Linked DNA regions of Mus musculus: regions 1, 2, 4 and 5 are each linked to region 3. Evidence: chromatin contacts called from public ChIA-PET, Hi-C and promoter capture Hi-C data. All regions are on one chromosome and are shown on one strand. Each heading gives the region's core, a stretch centred on a gene start, on an enhancer-like site or on the middle of the called end of the contact. The rest is flanking DNA. Distances are from core to core; before and after follow the strand shown. Region 1 overlaps Dnah11 (dynein, axonemal, heavy chain 11). Region 2 overlaps Sp4 (trans-acting transcription factor 4). Region 3 holds the start of Sp8 (trans-acting transcription factor 8). Region 4 overlaps Cdca7l (cell division cycle associated 7 like). Region 5 overlaps Dnah11 (dynein, axonemal, heavy chain 11).

Evidence for each region. Promoter capture Hi-C pulls out the DNA fragments that hold promoters and counts their contacts. A called contact is a pair of places that touch in the nucleus more often than the background predicts. ChIA-PET counts read pairs in DNA pulled down with a chosen protein or histone mark.
Region 1: a contact with region 3 is called in a promoter capture Hi-C map of pre-B cells, with 2.8 times the contacts expected there. The contact joins the enhancer-like site here to the promoter of Sp8 in region 3. A contact is called at or near these places in 5 of 39 promoter capture datasets (the 3T3-L1 cell line, hippocampal neurons, liver and 1 more) and 2 of 115 datasets of contacts at active chromatin or transcription factors (embryonic forebrain and stem cell-derived neural progenitor cells).
Region 2: a contact with region 3 is called in an RNA polymerase II ChIA-PET map of memory CD8 T cells, with 8 read pairs. The contact joins the enhancer-like site here to the promoter of Sp8 in region 3. A contact is called at or near these places in 7 of 39 promoter capture datasets (the 3T3-L1 cell line, 3T3-L1-derived adipocytes, hippocampal neurons and 3 more), 1 of 484 Hi-C or Micro-C datasets (extraembryonic endoderm stem cells), 10 of 115 datasets of contacts at active chromatin or transcription factors (bone marrow-derived macrophages, embryonic forebrain, embryonic midbrain and 6 more) and 2 of 9 other capture datasets (embryonic tail and macrophages).
Region 4: a contact with region 3 is called in a Hi-C map of bone marrow-derived macrophages, with 8 read pairs. The contact joins the enhancer-like site here to the promoter of Sp8 in region 3. A contact is called at or near these places in 6 of 39 promoter capture datasets (embryonic stem cells, hippocampal neurons, liver and 2 more), 10 of 484 Hi-C or Micro-C datasets (bone marrow-derived macrophages and embryonic stem cells), 13 of 115 datasets of contacts at active chromatin or transcription factors (VIP interneurons, bone marrow-derived macrophages, craniofacial prominence and 8 more) and 2 of 9 other capture datasets (embryonic stem cells and liver).
Region 5: a contact with region 3 is called in a promoter capture Hi-C map of stem cell-derived epiblast-like cells, with 4 times the contacts expected there. The contact joins the enhancer-like site here to the promoter of Sp8 in region 3. A contact is called at or near these places in 8 of 39 promoter capture datasets (the 3T3-L1 cell line, cranial neural crest, embryonic stem cells and 4 more), 11 of 115 datasets of contacts at active chromatin or transcription factors (bone marrow-derived macrophages, differentiating embryonic stem cells, embryonic basal ganglia and 5 more) and 1 of 9 other capture datasets (embryonic trunk).

Annotation. Positions count from the first base shown.
Region 1 is chr12:118,156,516-118,159,491 of GRCm38.p6, reverse strand. It overlaps Dnah11 (dynein, axonemal, heavy chain 11), which reads left to right. Exons shown (of 82, transcript NM_010060.3): 9 at 2,095-2,211. Among named protein-coding and RNA genes, the nearest start is that of Dnah11, 41 kb to the left of the region's middle. Within about 2 kb of position 1,476, at least 5 of the 459 cell types and tissues checked have an H3K27ac peak or open chromatin away from gene starts, as enhancers often do. A contact at or near this core is called in pre-B cells, where this site is marked.
Region 2 is chr12:118,254,214-118,257,379 of GRCm38.p6, reverse strand. Sp4 (trans-acting transcription factor 4) reads left to right here. Exons shown (of 6, transcript NM_009239.4): 5 at 2,771-2,970. Among named protein-coding and RNA genes, the nearest start is that of Sp4, 46 kb to the left of the region's middle. Within about 2 kb of position 1,754, at least 31 of the 459 cell types and tissues checked have an H3K27ac peak or open chromatin away from gene starts, as enhancers often do. A contact at or near this core is called in memory CD8 T cells, where this site is marked.
Region 3 is chr12:118,845,774-118,849,050 of GRCm38.p6, reverse strand. It overlaps Sp8 (trans-acting transcription factor 8), which reads right to left and starts at 1,818. Exons shown (of 2, transcript NM_001379379.1): 1 at 1,710-1,818; 2 at 1-672. The coding sequence starts at 1,730.
Region 4 is chr12:117,866,566-117,869,694 of GRCm38.p6, reverse strand. The region is part of intron 2 of Cdca7l (cell division cycle associated 7 like); the gene reads right to left. Among named protein-coding and RNA genes, the nearest start is that of Cdca7l, 24 kb to the right of the region's middle. Within about 2 kb of position 1,279, at least 34 of the 459 cell types and tissues checked have an H3K27ac peak or open chromatin away from gene starts, as enhancers often do. A contact at or near this core is called in bone marrow-derived macrophages and pre-B cells, where this site is marked.
Region 5 is chr12:117,913,346-117,916,634 of GRCm38.p6, reverse strand. It overlaps Dnah11 (dynein, axonemal, heavy chain 11), which reads left to right. Exons shown (of 82, transcript NM_010060.3): 72 at 1,028-1,176; 73 at 2,002-2,129. Among named protein-coding and RNA genes, the nearest start is that of Cdca7l, 71 kb to the right of the region's middle. Within about 2 kb of position 1,859, at least 15 of the 459 cell types and tissues checked have an H3K27ac peak or open chromatin away from gene starts, as enhancers often do. A contact at or near this core is called in stem cell-derived epiblast-like cells, where this site is marked.

The DNA of each region.
Region 1 (2,976 bases), core at 227-2,726, 690 kb after region 3:
TGCATGTGTGGATGTGCATGCATGCACATAGTTTTCATGTGCGTATGAATATGTGCATTATGTGTACATGTGCATGCATGTGGGGGACATGTCTGAGCATGGACATGGATGTGTGGTTTATATGTGTGCATGTGTATGTGTATGCCTGTCCTTGCATGTGTGTGCTCATGTGCATGTTCATGTGTATATGTGAGTCTGGGGTAGAGATTCTGTGTCGTCCCCTTCTGATATTGCTCATTCTTTCCAAGGGTTAAATAGTTAAGGATTACAGACAGTGTACTCTCAGTTTCTATCCTGAGAAGTGGGATGTGTGAGGCTTGTTAAAACTTGCTGAGAAGTTGTGGTTTTTTTCTAAGTCCGTGATTCCTGAATGGAGAGGCTGCTTCGCAGAATTCAGGAGACCATCCTCTTGATGCTAAATGTTGTGGTTTGTGACACAGATTTCAGAAGTCTGACCTGAGCTGTAATTCCCACTCCAGGTTAAACTTGTTGTAAGAAACCTACCTGCTCAGCATTTTCAGGCTGCTTTAACAACAGTGTATGTTGGGTGCTTGGTGAACAGGAAACATTTATTTTTCACCTGCTAGATGCTGGGAAGTCCAAAATCAAGGCACCAGCTGATTCAGGGTTGGGCAAGGGCTGCTCTCAACTCTCAGAACCCACTGTGTCTTCCCTCCTGTTTTGGGGTATACATGAGTCTCTCTCAGGCCTTAAGATGGCACAAGTCCCATTTAGTCAGGAGCGCCTGCCCTTTCTTCACTGTCAGAAATCACTATCCCTACCTGTTTGGATTTCATCATGGAATCTGGGGGCATAGAAATTCTGAGACTATTGTGGCTGCATTTCCTCCCAGAAGCCAAAGGATGGGTTCTATGCATAGCTGTATTATATGTTATAATATATATTATGTTATATATGTCATATACTATTACAGTTCAATGATTAGATACAGTCTTAAACAGAAGACAGAAATGAATGATATCAAGTTACAAAGTCCTCCCCCATAACTAATATTTTCCTAAATGGGTCAATGCAACAAATATATTCAGTGACTAATCATGTCTACCTAATTTCCTTTTGCACCAATGGTCAATGGCAATAGGAAGCAAGTTGGCAACTACTGTCCTAAAGGAATAACATACATTGAGTTTATTTAGAATGCAAAAAAAAAAATGCACTTGCTACCTGGGGTCTATTTTGCCATTTACAAAATGGAAAATCAATATCAACTTGTGCCATATGTTGTAAAGATTGAGTTAGTGTAAAGCCCTGAGCCAAACAGATGTGGATGTGGTTACAGCGATTGTTATCGCTGATTTTGTTGGTGGACAGGGGAAGGCCCTCACTGTGCAAGCCTAGGGCAAGCACTTCAGGCATCCCAACTGTGGAGCACGAGGAAGGCTGTGTGTCCCTAGGGAAAGCTTTACTGAAGGCAACTGTGCCACTGTGAAGACAAAGCTGTAGTCATTCCCTCCCAGTTTCCTTCCTTTAAATTACGAGAGAGGGTGGTTATGCATGAGGAGGAAGCTGCCAGCTGCATATTAATGAGAACCTGGAAAAAAATATCTGAGTATTTCCAGTTCCTCTGTCACTCATAAGGTATCTCACGGATGCGCGGTTTCAGTACTTACCCCACGAGACAGCATTTTCACGTACAGGTTTTCCACCCTAGAAATAAACAAAAATTTTTCTGTGGAACTTACAGATGACCTAAAATTCTAATGGGGATGTTTTGAGAAACTGTTCTCTTTATTTATGGTTAAGATAGGAGGAGGAAGGCAGGCACACGGATGTCCACATCCAAGCGTGGGAGCCATCATACTGAAAAGGCTGAGCCTCGTGAAGACATGGGTAGCCTGCTACACAGGCAGTGCTCTGTTGCAGCTGTTCCTTGGTCTTTTCTGGAATCTCCTTACAGATGAATAAATAAATAAATAAATAAATAAATAAATAAATAAATAAAATAAAATAAAATAAAATAAAATAAAATAAAATAAACTGAGCAGCTAGGGGAAAACAAGGTCAAGCTAACCTGGCTGCTGTTTTCATGTTGGAGTCTCCTCTGTAACTAACACTTTACTTTGTATGACACAGGAGTTCGAAAGTGATTATTTCAAATTTAAGTCCAGAACCCTGGATTTTGACAGAAGGCTTGGGACGCTGCTTTGCGAAGGTCTCAGCAACTGCAGTGGTTTGGAGTCTGCATTTAAGGTTAGTTAAAGGAAGCTTCCAAGAAAGTGAATAATTAGACTGTTAGATGAAAAGGCCAAGCCTGTTCTTTTCTGTTTCACATAAAGTATTAACCAGTTGGCCACATTCCCTCCATCTTCAGCCCACGGAATAATGAGGTTTGGATACTACACTAGAGAATAATGAAGTTTACTCTGGGAAGGTCATGTTCAGGACATTTAATTTTTGATCTTCTCTGTCATTCGCTATATTTTAGCTCTTATTTCCTGTAGAACAAATTGAATGTGGCCAATGAAATATCGACTCAATGGTAAGCCACATTGAAAAGTTTAGAAAAAATCCATAATTTCAATAATTCTTTTCTTTATATTGTTTGCCCATGCTGGGATCATCTGCCTACTTTATTACTCTGACTGAAACAAATAATGACTTATTTTCCCTATTTCATTGGATGTAAGACACCATTGATTGCCAGGTATTATTTATGTGTCAATAAGGGAAAAAATGCTGCTAAAGTAATTATAATTTCATTGATTGTCTAATGCATTCTGACATTAGAGATATTGAAGCATGAAAGAATGTTTAGTGAATGAACTTTATAATGTAAATGTGTGTTAAGAATCATGTAAAAGACTGGGGATGAGTGAGATGGGTGGGGGGTGTAGGTAGAGTGCTGCCCAGCTTGTATGGGAGGGCTGGGGAGAGAAAGGGAAGTCGAGTTGTTCTGAGAAAAATGTATTTTGATAGCTCCTGGAGATGAAAAGTTTGTAATATGGAAATAGGAAC
Region 2 (3,166 bases), core at 505-3,004, 590 kb after region 3:
AACAAACAAACAAACCCCTCTATGTCATATGGGAGGGGAGCTTTTTATTTCATTTCGCCTTGTTTTGACAATTTTTGCCTTGTTGGTCTTTTGCCTGGTTGTTCTGACTTTAGTTTCTATGGTTTAGTTTTCTTTTGAAAAAGAAGCAACATAAAGTTGCTTGGATAGAGAGATGGAGAATTTCTGGGGGGGCATCAGGAATGAAAAGCATGGTCAAAATATACTGCATGAAAAAATGAATAAAATTTTCTATATTATAGTGTTATATACTAAATATTTTAGAGATAGTTACAGTATGTTATTATTATAGAGATACATTAATAGTGTCTAATTTTGGTTTTACTTCTTATTCCACCTTGGAGAATATCTGATTTTTTTTTTTCAGGGTAGGGGAACAGATCATCTAGTTTCTCACTGTTTAAATACAACTTTAGAACCCTGGATTAAGTTGAGGAAGCTCCCTTCCATTGCCTTTTTCTCCCCCTCTCTTTCTCTCATTTTAATCATAAAGGGTTTTTAATGCCTAACACTTTATTGCATTTATTATAATAATTATGAGCTTTTAAAAAATCTGTATAGTTGTTACAAGTCAAAGGATTTTTGCATATGTATGGTAAAACCCTCCTGGTTATGGTGTATAATTCTCTTTATAAGTGACTGGATTTTGTCTGCTGCACCCTTTTCCCCCTCCTTTCCCCCTCCCTCTCTCTGCCAGCCTCTCTTGTGTCTCTGTCTCTGGGGAATGCTGGCATCATAAGCATGTGCCATACACTGCTTAGTTTGCTGATGTTGAGGATTCTCTTCATATGTGTTCATGAGGTGCTTGTCTCTACTTTTCTTGTATATTGGCCTTCAAGTGAATTGGGAAGTGTTCCCTGTAGTTTTCTTCTTTGAACAAGTCTTTGAAAAGCTTGAAAAAGTTCACACACACACACACACACACACACACACACACACACACACACACACACACTGAGCAGGAGGTGATTATAATAGTACAAACCTTTATCCCAAGCACTAGGTAGCAGAGTCAGTTGGTTCTCTTTTAGGCCAATCTGGTTTACTTAATGAATTCCAGGACAGTCAGTGCTGTATAGTGAGACCTTGTCTCAAAACAAGCAAAAACTTATACATACAGGGGAAAGGGATTTCACGAGAAAAGCTATTTGACTCTCCGCTTTGTAGTTTTTTTTCTGACTAGTTCTTTTTGTTACAGATTTACTTTGACCATTTGTCTTTGCTTGTTTGTTTTTCAAATTTTCTGTTTAAGATGTGTCAGCCTAGGTGGTTGGTGACACTTAATGCTCCTCTAAGAGCCCTTTTATTTTCATGAGATTGATAATGATTTTTATTTGTGAGTGGGGTAATTGAGTCTTTTTGTCTTGGTTAGTTTAGCTGAAGCTTTATTGCTTTGTTGACTTCTGGGAGCATATGTTTTTTTCCGATCTCAAAGCTCACTCTCCCTGTCTACCTGTGCTTCTTTTCACAGATTCACCAACCTGTGGTTTTGCCTTATCTCGAGTAACGCTGTATCTTTCCCTCAGGTGCCTTTGCAACAGTGGTTTCCTTTTAAAAACAAGCCCTTCAGTTAAACTTCAGCTTTCTTACAGATGGTTACAGATGGTCAGTTTCTTTGAGATTGGAGTTCATTCTAGCTAGAATTGGGGCTTTTAAGTGGCAAGTGTGGTAGAGTGCTACCTGATGTAACAGCTGAGTGCTTGGAGGCAGGGACAATAGGCTCACATTTTCTTAACCTTGCCTCTTCCGGCTTGGCAGCTCTAATTTATGAACTGTGCATGAAGGTCAGGAAACACCTAGGCCATATCATTTTCATCAGTCACAATTACTGCAGAGTTCAGTAAGTTGGGCACTGGGTGCCTTTTAGCCACACTCAACAGGAGCTCAGCCTCAGCAACAGGCAGTAGAATGAGAAGCACTGTGCCCTGCCCCTCTCTGGAAGAGGCTGGAGGGAGGAAGCCCTCATGGCTGTACTGTTCTGTAACTCTCCTTTGTCATGGAGGTGGAAAGGAAGAAAAGGAGTTAGTCTTAGATCTATAGACTCCATTGTTACATACTTTAGATTTCAGAGAGAATATTAGTTTTTGCTGTTATTAGTTTTTAGGACTATGACCAGAGATTTTTGAATAGTGTATTGGGAGGTAGATTTATAATTTATTAGTTTTGCTGGGAGGGGTTCATGGAATTCCTTGTCACACTGACCTGCTCTACAAGTGAATCTTAGAACCGTATTCCCCCCGCCCCCCAAGACAGGGTTTCCCTGGCTGTTCTGGAACTCACTCTGTAGACCAGGCTGGCCTCAAACTCAGAAATTTGCCTGTCTCTGCCTCCCAAGTGCTAGGATTAAAGGTGTGCACGGTATATTTTAACTATCTTTTTGATATTTAGAGGATAATTCTCAAGAGGTTTGTTTTCTTTCCTACCTGTGGGTAGCATGCCTACAACTCCAACAATAGGGAGTCTGTGACAGGGAAATCGTGAATATGAGGATAACTGCAACATTATAGCTAGTACAGGCAGTCTGAGCTATGTAGTAGACATAAATTCTGAAGCTTACCACATTTTCATATAAGTGTTTATATAGTACATGACCATATTTGATTTTTTTTTCCTTAATGAAAAAATTTCTCATGTGTTTTTGTTCAGACATACTCAGAAAAGCATTTTCTAATCATGTAGATGGCCTACCTGTGTTTTTGGCACAGATAGAAGCTGAGTTTAGGGTATAATGGTATTGGTTTTGTTCTGTTAGGGGCAGCAGTGAACCAGGAAAGAAGAAGCAGCATGTTTGCCACATTGAAGGGTGTGGGAAAGTATATGGCAAGACCTCTCACCTCCGAGCACATCTCCGATGGCACACTGGAGAAAGACCGTTCATATGCAACTGGATGTTTTGTGGCAAAAGATTCACAAGGAGCGATGAGCTTCAGAGACACAGAAGGACCCACACAGGTTAGTTGGTTTCTCTTGGAGAGAGAGATACTACTTCGTTTTCGAGTGCTTAGTGAAAGTTGCACTGTTGAAGGTCAAGATGCCTTGCTTTCTTTCTGACATACATTTATTTTACTTACTAAATTTTATCACCAGATTTATATGGCCTGGAATTTTTTCCTTTTGCTCATTAGGATGCTAAATCCATACCATGTTT
Region 3 (3,277 bases), core at 569-3,068:
CACATCCCACCAGCTGGAGGCGCCCGCGGAGCCCACGTCGGCCGCGGCGCCAAGGCCCGGGTGCGAAGGCTTGAACCAGGACTCATACGGGTGCGCCATTCCCACGCGCGGGTAGATACCCTGCAGTCCGTCCACCGACGTGTGCACCTTGGAGATAAACACTGGCTGATGGGAGCTATCCTGCGAGTGCGCTCCGGAACCGCCGCCGCCTCCCCCGCCGCCGCCGCCGCTGCCCCCCGAGACGCCCGGAGCCTGGAACACAGAGTAGTCGTTGGCAAAGGGCGAGCTGGAAGCGGCAGCCGCCGCAGCTGCTGCCGCTGCGGCGGCGCTGCTGGAGGTGAGAGAGAAGGCGCTGGAGCCGGGCGAGCCTCCGCAGCTAAAAGAGTCGGACACCAGGGCTGCGGCCGCCGCTGCTGCCGCCGCTGCCGCCGCTGCGGCTGAGGAGGAGCCGCCGTTCCGGGAGGCCCCCGACACACCGAAGCTAGAGAGACTGGAACCCACTACGTTGCAGCTGCCGGAGGAGGAAGACGAGGAGCGTTTCCAAGGGTGGAAGCCTTTACCGAAGGAAGAAGAGCTGTCCGACAGGGAGGAGGGAGACGGGCTGGGGCTGCCGATCTTATTACAGGTAGCAGCAAGCATGGCCAGAGGAGTGGATCCCAACCTCGGTTCTTCCTGAGACCGGAGCAGAGAAGAAGGGTGGGGGAGGGGTAGTGGGCAAAGGGCCGGTGGGGGAGGGAGGAAAGAAATGTGTATTAGTCCCCTGGTAGCCTCCAGACGCCCCACTGCTCCCCATCTCTAGCTGCTGCACACTGCCACCAACTTACCCTGCACCCCCAGCTGCCCCGGCGCCCGGCTGCCTCCTACTCTACAGGAGGGGACAAGTTTGGCGGCGAGCGTCTGATTCTGGAGCAAAGCGCCACGCTAAAGAAGAGTTTAACAAGAATTCTCAACTAAGACGGCACTCTTGTGTTCACAAAGCCCTAGACGCTTTCGATCAAACGAACAGAAAGTCCAAATCCAGACTAGGGAGGGAGAAGTTTCCTTTTTACCTTACAACCTGGGGAAATTTCTGGATTGCGTTTAAGATCACTACACTGCAATCCCAAGAGAGCTTTGAAAACTCTTTTCAGATCCCCCTCAACCCATCCTTAGTTGCTTCTCCCCGGCTCTTCCATTACTCGCTCTTCCATTTTTTTCTTCTCTCTCTCTCTCTCTCTCTCTCTCTCTCTCTCTCTCTCTCTCTCTCCACCCCCTTCATCTCTCTCTCTCAATATATATCTCTCTATAATGGTAGAAATAAGACGAGCTCAACGTACCTGCAATACAAACCGGGCTGAGGAAAAATATTAAGGGGAAGGGGGAGAATCTGCAGTATGCCCAGGAGGGAAAAACTTACTCGCGTTCCCCTTCGAAATCGTCGAGTGTATTAGGGGCTATGCTCAGTTCTCCCGAGCAGGGAGCGGCCAGGCTCTGCGAGGTGGCGGGTCTCAATGCCCTACGAACCTTTCCTGTGCTGAAAAAAAAAAAAGTGGCTCTGCCTCCTCCCCCCCCCCTTTCTTTTTTCTAAACTCACTTGTATTTAGGGGGGTGGTGGTGGCTCTCAATAGAGAGACTGATAGCCCGTGGCCTGGCCGGGGCGACTTTAACCCCCTCCGATAGGCAATAAAAGGAAACTAATTAAACCAGCAAGAGAAGATCCTGAGACTCACCCCTAGAAGTGAAGTTGCCATCACACAGAAGCGCCCTCCTCCTCTCAGAGGATCTTTTTTATATTGATAAATCAGAGGCAGTGTTTTTTTTAGAGGTGTGCAATACAATGATCAGTTCCGCCCATTCCGCCACAATTGTAGCTCCCTCTCCGGCTTTGAAGTGCCGCGGAGGCGCGGCCAGCCAATCTGTGGCCTCGCCGGGCCGCGCGGCGCGCGCGCCGTGAGGTCATCGGCGCCGGCGGGAGTGTGGGGGTGCGAGTGTCGCAGAGTGTGCGTGTGCGCGCGCGTGAAAAATGATCGCGAGTGTGACCCACCTCGGAGAGAGCAGTGTAGAAAGCGGAGGGGTAACTGGGCAGGGTCGCAAAAACCGTGACCTAGCAAGGGCAGAGAGTGGTCGTACAACCACCGAGAGCGGGCCGAGTAACTACGTGTGTGACAAAAGGGGTCAGGGACAGAGCTGGAAAGTGTGTAAGGTAACTGAGTCCTTCTACCGTAGGGAGTCAGGAGCGACAGTACGTTCAATCCCGGGTGTGGAGAGGCGTGCACCCGTTTGGTGTAGGTGGAGAGTGGGTGCGCGCGATCGAGAGGGAAGACCGACGTGTGCGTGCGCGCGAGCACCAAAGCTAGGGGTAGGGAACCGAAACAATACAATAAAGTGTACGTGCCTAAGAGATTGGCGGTCTGGATAGAGAAACTGCGAAGTTGAGTGAGGCCAGTAAATAAACGCCCCAAGTCCTATCTTCAAGTTACTAACTTCCTCTGCCCTTTGAACATAAAAAAAGGAGTGACCCCCCCCCCCCAGCTTCCTGGACTCTTTCAGTATAGTTTTGAAGAAAATCTTGATACTTACCTTCCATTTCCTGATGTTTCGGTCAAATAGAAAGATTGGAAAGGGGGTAGTGATATGGTGCAAGTGTGCGCCTGCGCCTTTGAGTCCTTACTTAGATCTGGCCGCCCTTACCCTCTACCAGAGGTGGGATTCAAGCTTTGGAAGTGCACGTCCTGGAGGAGGTGTGTTTGCCCCTTGGCATGCAGTAAAATTACAAAAGGATTAGATGGAAAGAGGAGTAAGAGGGGGTGTGTTTTTCTCCCATTGGATGAGAAATTGAGGAGCATTTTACCCAGTTTATAAGTTTTCTCAGGTAACCCCACTGTGCCTTTCTGACAGAAAAATCAGAATGACTGAAATCTGTTGGTACTATTTATGTAAGAATGGAGGTGAGCTTTTCGGGCTGCATTTATAGGAGCATCTATGGTTTGAGCAAGCCATCTACCAGTGCGTTCGAGTCATCATGCGCATTTACTTCAAATTCTCTGCGTTTTAGTCACTTACTTGCTATTTTTATTATTAGTTGCCTTCAGAAATGTCATTACAATTCTGTGGTCACCACAACAGAAATTCTTAAGCCACAAAAAGGCCAGTACCAGTATGAAAGGAGAAAATCTAGTCCTTGGAGTCTTGTTGAATATTCATGCATTTTAAAACCACAATAATTCCTATTTTACCCTGTTAGGAAGACTCTCAGAAGTCTAATACTAAAGGGGAATTGATTAAAATGTGAGTAGAT
Region 4 (3,129 bases), core at 30-2,529, 980 kb after region 3:
AATCAACTACTAGGAACAGAAAGGAAAAAGGATGGCAGTTACAGGGGCAGTGAGGAGAGATGAAACTCATGTCTAATGGGCAAGACTTTCTATTGATTGAGAGTGGTCTGCAGTGGGCAGGGGAGACAGCCACACAACACTGCACACTACCCTTGATGCCACTCAAAATGGCTACAATGGCTTGCTCTACATTATGTATCTTTTACAACTACAATAGAACACAGAGCATGTATTTTCCTTCCTTCCTCCCTTCCTTCTCTCCTTCCTTCCTTCCTTCCTTCCTTCCTTCCTTCCTTCCTTCCTTTTATATCCCTGGCTGTCCTAGAACTCACTTTGTAGACCTGGCTGACCTCAAACTAAGAAATCTACCTGCCTTTGCCTCCAAAAAGTGCTTGGATTGAAGGCATGCACCACCAGGCCCAGCTCACAGCAGACATTTTCTAAACCTTACACAAATCAAGAGTTACAAATAAGAAATTTTCTCTCAACAGTGTCTTAATCACTTCTGCTATGGCTGGGGAGAGTTGCTGGAGTTGAGTTTTAGGCCCCAGGTGGCTTTCACAAAGAATGGCAAACTTGTGGAAAACAGACACCTGCCTGCTGTTTTACTCCCTATAGCCATACGGAGCAGTCTCCTGTGGGCGAGCATGTATCTCCATCAAATACAGTGGGTTTCTCTACAGGGAGTGCCAAGGCCCTCACACCCTCACACCCTCACCCATTGCTACAGACTGGACTCGCTCCATTTCCATTGATGCCAATGTGAGGAACTGGTGGAAATCTGTACCCTCCTCACCCTGGAGCTCCCCTCTTGCCAGACTGAGGGGTGAGCAAAGATTTTTCCAATAATGACTTTTACTTTCTTTGGAAATACTACAAAGAAACAGGGAAGCCCAGCTCTCCTAAGAGTGTGTGTGAAAGAAGAGAGGAGGAGGAATGGTAAGCTCAACGAAAGACTCCCTTGCAGCTATCTGTATGGCAAGCTCGAAGGGAGACTCCCTTGCAGCTATCTGAAAGGTTAAAACACTGCACCAGGACACTGGTCCCTGTCTCTAAACCCATAAAGCAGTGACCTCTTATTGGGCCATATTTGGTTAAAACCCTTTATTTCATTGCTGCCTTTTCCTGGCTTTAATTATATGCTTCTTCAAACTCCGATATCTTTGAGAAAGAAAAAAAAAAGCAAATATAATGGAAATATGTAACAGTGGGGTACCTAGAGGGCAATGGAGAAAGAAATGCCTACAGCTAGCACTCTAAGCTTAAGAATGTCTCCTATGAATTATTATGGGTAATTGGAATGAGTTTGCTCAGGGCTAAATTACTTCCTTCCTTTGTTGTTAGCTGTGGTGCAGCTGCAGAAAAAGAAGAAAAAAAGAAAAAAAAGACAAAAGGGAAGTTTATTTAAAGAGAAACTCAAATTGTGTTTAAGGGAGGGAGCCCAGAGTCAGCTACACACACTGTGTGCAAGTTGATGTCATTTCTCTCAGCTGGACAAAATGAATCACAAGTGTGTGAGTCAAGTGAGCCTTAAGATCAGGGTTTAAAGTTAATAAAAGAACAAGTATGGAGAGATGGCTCAATGCTTAAGAGCACTTGCTGTTTTTGCAGAGGATATGGGTTCTGTTCCCTGTATCCACACGGCAGTTTAGAACCATCTCTAACTCCTGTTTCAGGGACTAAACCCTCATAGAAGCGGTGCATATATACATATACACACAAAATACACCTAAAGAAAGACAAGTGTAATGCTGCCTGCTAAGGAAACCCATTCATTCAGTACAGGAAACATCTGGCCAGCCCCTGGTGGCTTTTTCTGGGCCTCAATGCATAAGTTCAGTAAATATCAAGAGATCCTGTACAGAGCCTGAAAAAGAATGCAACCAGCCTTAAAGTACCAAGTTCCAACCTTCCAACATTCCTGGCAATTTCTATCCTAGGAAATGGTGATCAGTCCTGATGGAATCAAAACAACTTTGCTACGACCTTGCTCTTAAAGGCTTAAGAACTGTTTTCCATGTGGCTCTATAAAGCTAGTCTGCATTTCATGGCTCTGCCTTACTGCATGCTTGTGAAAACAGCTCTTTGTTTTCTGAAAGCTGCTAATTATGCTACCAAGGCATACCAAATAACCAGTATCTACTAGAACGAACACTGTAAGCAGGAGGAAATATCAGGGGCGATTAAGTGCTTTATTCTGAAGCTCGTATGACATGAGAGAGGACTGGAGAGCCATGGCCTGTGTATCAGTGAGATGGGCATGTTCCACCTGAACCAGCAAACTTCCTCAGGTGCCTGGTGAGTAGGGCGATACAGAGGGCTGCATGCTTTAAACAAGATCAAAGGTCAGGTTCCAGGAAGGTAGAAAGCACCCTGCAGGTATGAGTTCCTTCTTTGGGGACATGCAACCTGAGGCCCACATGTACTTATATCAAGGTAGAGAGAAAAGGAATCCACCCAGTAGGGAGGGCCAGGGAGGATTGGCTATGTTGAGAGAGAGCCAGCATCTGTGCTGTCACAGAAACAGGTAAAGAAAAGAAAAAGTGCCACGGGAGGTTGAGGCTGGAAATTGGTAGTCTGGATTTGCAACAGCCAACCTCACTCAACACTTCCCAATGTGGGATCCTGGCTAAGTCTTTAGTTTCATTTGTACTCTACCTGCCCCTAGAGTCCGCAGAGTAAAATCAGTATCTGTATGAAATACAGTGGTATACTCTGTGACCAACCAACGTATGCTGAGTACAGTCAGTCCTGGAGCCTGGCAAGGCTGGATTGTGAAGCAGTTGTCATAGGAGCAAAAACAGTTGAAGTCTCACGATGCCCACATGCTCTGTACATCTCAGTGTCCCTTGGTGTGGCTCCACTCTCCCTCTCTACCCATGCACAGGGAGACTGGAGGCTTCTGAATAGCATCAGAGACTAACCTGAGCTCAGTTGTACTGATCCCAGCAAGACAAGACTGAGTGCTAGGGTAGCTTCAGATGGCAGAGAGATGAAGAGAGGCATGCAAGGACATGGGAGTTCCACTAACTCCTGGGAACTAGTCACGGTGACAGGAAAGGAGAATACAACAAACAGTGCAATAGTTGGAGAGATGGAGACCTAAGCAGCAAGCAGGAGAGGAATGGT
Region 5 (3,289 bases), core at 610-3,109, 930 kb after region 3:
TATGCAGACTCCGCACATCCTTCCAAACAGCTGGATGCTGAGTTTGAGGGATGAGGATCTGTGCTGATGCTTGTGGAAGGTCTGGGTATCAGCAGAGCGGTGTGGCTGGGAGCATGGATGGTCGGCTCCCATCACCTCTGTTACTAGCTGTATGTTGGCTCGGAGGGTTTTCCCTCTCAAACAAAAAGCAAGCTAACTTCACGGAGCAACTCATGGCCCTGTAACTTTACAGTCACCACACTTTAAAAGCAGAAACCACAAACTACAGGGTGGTTTCAGGGCCCTTTCCTCTGCCCTCTTGGCCTCTAAATAGTAACATGCTGTTCGATTCACACCACTTCTCTTTGAATTTACCTTCCAAAGTGTTCTCAGCTTCATTCCCTGTGAGCTGTATTTCTTCCACAGCATCCATGTGCCTTGGGGCTCTTCCTTTGCTTTGTCTAGTTTGACCGATTTTTCCCTCTGCAGAGGCCTCTGTGGAGCCCTTCCTTACGATTCATTCTGCTTCCTAGTACTTGCTTTCCACTAGATCTGATGCTACTGGAAAATAACCCCTGCTTAATTGCACTCCCCTGTTAGAAACACCACCACCCCAAAGCATTTGTATATTCATGGGAAGCCCAGCAGGCTGGAAAATTGCACTGTGGCAAATCTAATGAACTGTTAATAAGTAATGGAGGAATGCGGCAGGCAGGAGGTTCGGGGGCTACAAAGCCATTTGTAGACAGCTGATGTTGCATAGAAGAGGACCCCAAAATGCGATGGATGTAGGCCTCCAAATGTCAGTGTCTCAAGTCAGAGGCAATTTCAGCGATCACCACCTGCATAAATCTACTTGGATTCCTGAGGCTCCCCTAAGAACAACACCTCTTAACAAATACTGTTTGTTCCTTTCTTGTACATCAAATGAAGTTTACCCAAGCAGTGACACTTTTCAAGTTGAAAACACAGGTTTTTATTTGTTGGAAGAGGGTTGCTGTTGTTTTTGTTGTGTTCCGGTTCTGCCTGTTGTTCTTTTCTTAAACAGGAATTTCGTAGAAGAGAAACTAGGAGCAAAGTATGTGGAGAGGACTAGATTGGACCTGGGCAAAGCATTTGAAGAAAGCAGCCCGAGCACCCCGGTGTTCTTCATCCTGTCTCCAGGTGTGGATGCCCTTAAAGACTTAGAGGTGCTCGGTGAGTAGCCTGGAGGCTCACTGGCCTCCCCTCCCTCTCTCTAACCTGCAGCTCCCGCCCACCCTTTCTGTTCAGTTATCCCCCCCACCCAACCCCCGACCCATTTGTTGGAGATTGGGTGTGCAGAAAATGCAAAGCTAACAACACTGTAGTCCGGAGCATTTCTCCAACAGAACATTCATCTGGTTGGCATAATGCAAGGTTCTTTTGTACTGTTTTCCACCTTTTGACGATATGAGGGCCAGAGGGCAATTTTCTCCATGCTCATGTAATCTCGTACCCCCTGTGACTAAATAATGGTCATTAGGGCAAGTCTATTCAATTGTGTGAGGCACCGTCACTCTGTGCTCTGGATTACTACCCCCACAGCCTGCTCCAGGAATACCAGGTTAATGTAGCTATGACCTGCCTGGGCTCCATTTAAATGCAGCCTCACAAGGTGAGAGTCAGTACATTTACCCAATGAGCCAATCCCTTCAAAACGGATGCAATTTCTACCACATGTTGCTCCTTTCTCTGAGGGGGAAAAACTCCTTCTCCTGCAGGAGTTTAGAAAGCTCGCTAACAATGCTGCCATCTATCAAAATGTCAAAAGCTTCATTATCATAAAACCAAAGGAGCCGACTTCCACGGGCTTTTCAAAATGCGTGTAGGGAGGCATCTGGAGAAAGCTCAAAATAATGCCATTGGAAACAATAGGGAGGTCATTAGGAAGGTAGCCTATCAGGTGGCAGCTGTGGCCACAGCCGAACATTAGGCCTCCAAATTCCAGACTCCCCTCTCAAGTTAACATTTGTCTCCCCTCCACCCCCAATTCTCCAACAGGCAAAAGGCTGGGGTTTACGATTGACTCTGGAAAATTCCACAATGTGTCTCTAGGGCAAGGTCAGGAACTAGTGGCGGAAATGGCAATGGAGAAAGCTGCCGCTGGAGGACACTGGGTCATCCTTCAGGTGAGGATGAAGTTTCATGGAAAAACACCAGGTGTGAACCCATGGGGTGGTTCACACTCTGCTGCCCTGCCCAGCAGAGCAGGGCCCTTATTCAAGCTCAGAGGTATCTGCAGACCCTCCACATGTTCATGATGCCTATCGGTGAGGAAGGGATGAGAATGAGCAGGCTAATAGAGATGACTATGCTAATTGGTAGGATAAAAGAAGCAAGGGGTGAGTGTACCTTTAGCAGGCTGTGCTATGCAGATAAGAACCTATGCCATGCAACTGGATCTAGTGTAAGAGGAGATGGAAGAGCAAAGGCTCTCTCAGAGTAGGGACATAGAGGCAAAGAGGCAGACAGGAAGATAAAGAAAGAGAATGAGAGGAGAGAGAGAGAGAGAGAGAGAGAGAGAGAGCACACATTGGGTAGTTGGGGGCCCTTTTATGTGCAGCAACTGGTGTACCTGGCCCTGACAAGTCATGATATAAGCTACTGCTAGCTGGGACCCCGAGGGCAGGCCAGTGAGAATGCCTGATTGAGAAAACTAATGTCATAGTATTAGAAGCTATGTGACACTTCAAAGTTCACAGAACACTGAATACTTGCACATACATATATATGCAATATGTATACACAATACACATATGATTCTGTCTGCTATAAGTACCATTCTGGAATGGTGATGCTCTCTACATAGATGACATCTCATTAAGACCTTTGCTTGGGAACTTGGAGCAGTGTGTCCCCTTGTAATGCTCAGAGTCAACTGGAACAGTAAAGGAGTCGGTTCTCAGAAGCACAGTGGTTGCTCAGACATGGCAGGTGCATTAAAATCTTGTATAGGTAACAGTCCATTGTAAGTCCTCATGCATCCAAAAGCTGAGACTATAGATAAAGCTACAAGGATATGGTCATCCTCAAAAGAACCAGTGGCTCAAAGTAAATAGTTTCTCCTGTTTCGATACCTATGTGAGCTTCCAGTTAGCACCTAAAATTTAAGTTGTAAGTCTATCTTAATAACTTTGTTATGCCATGCGCCTGCTTTGAGATTGCTATTCCATGCCTGAAGATACAAAGTAGAATCTGTTTAGCCAAATATGCCTACTATCCACCTGTCTAACCATACAAAAAGTAGCTGGAGAGGAGAGACCTTGTCAGGCCTTCAGCCATTCTGGTT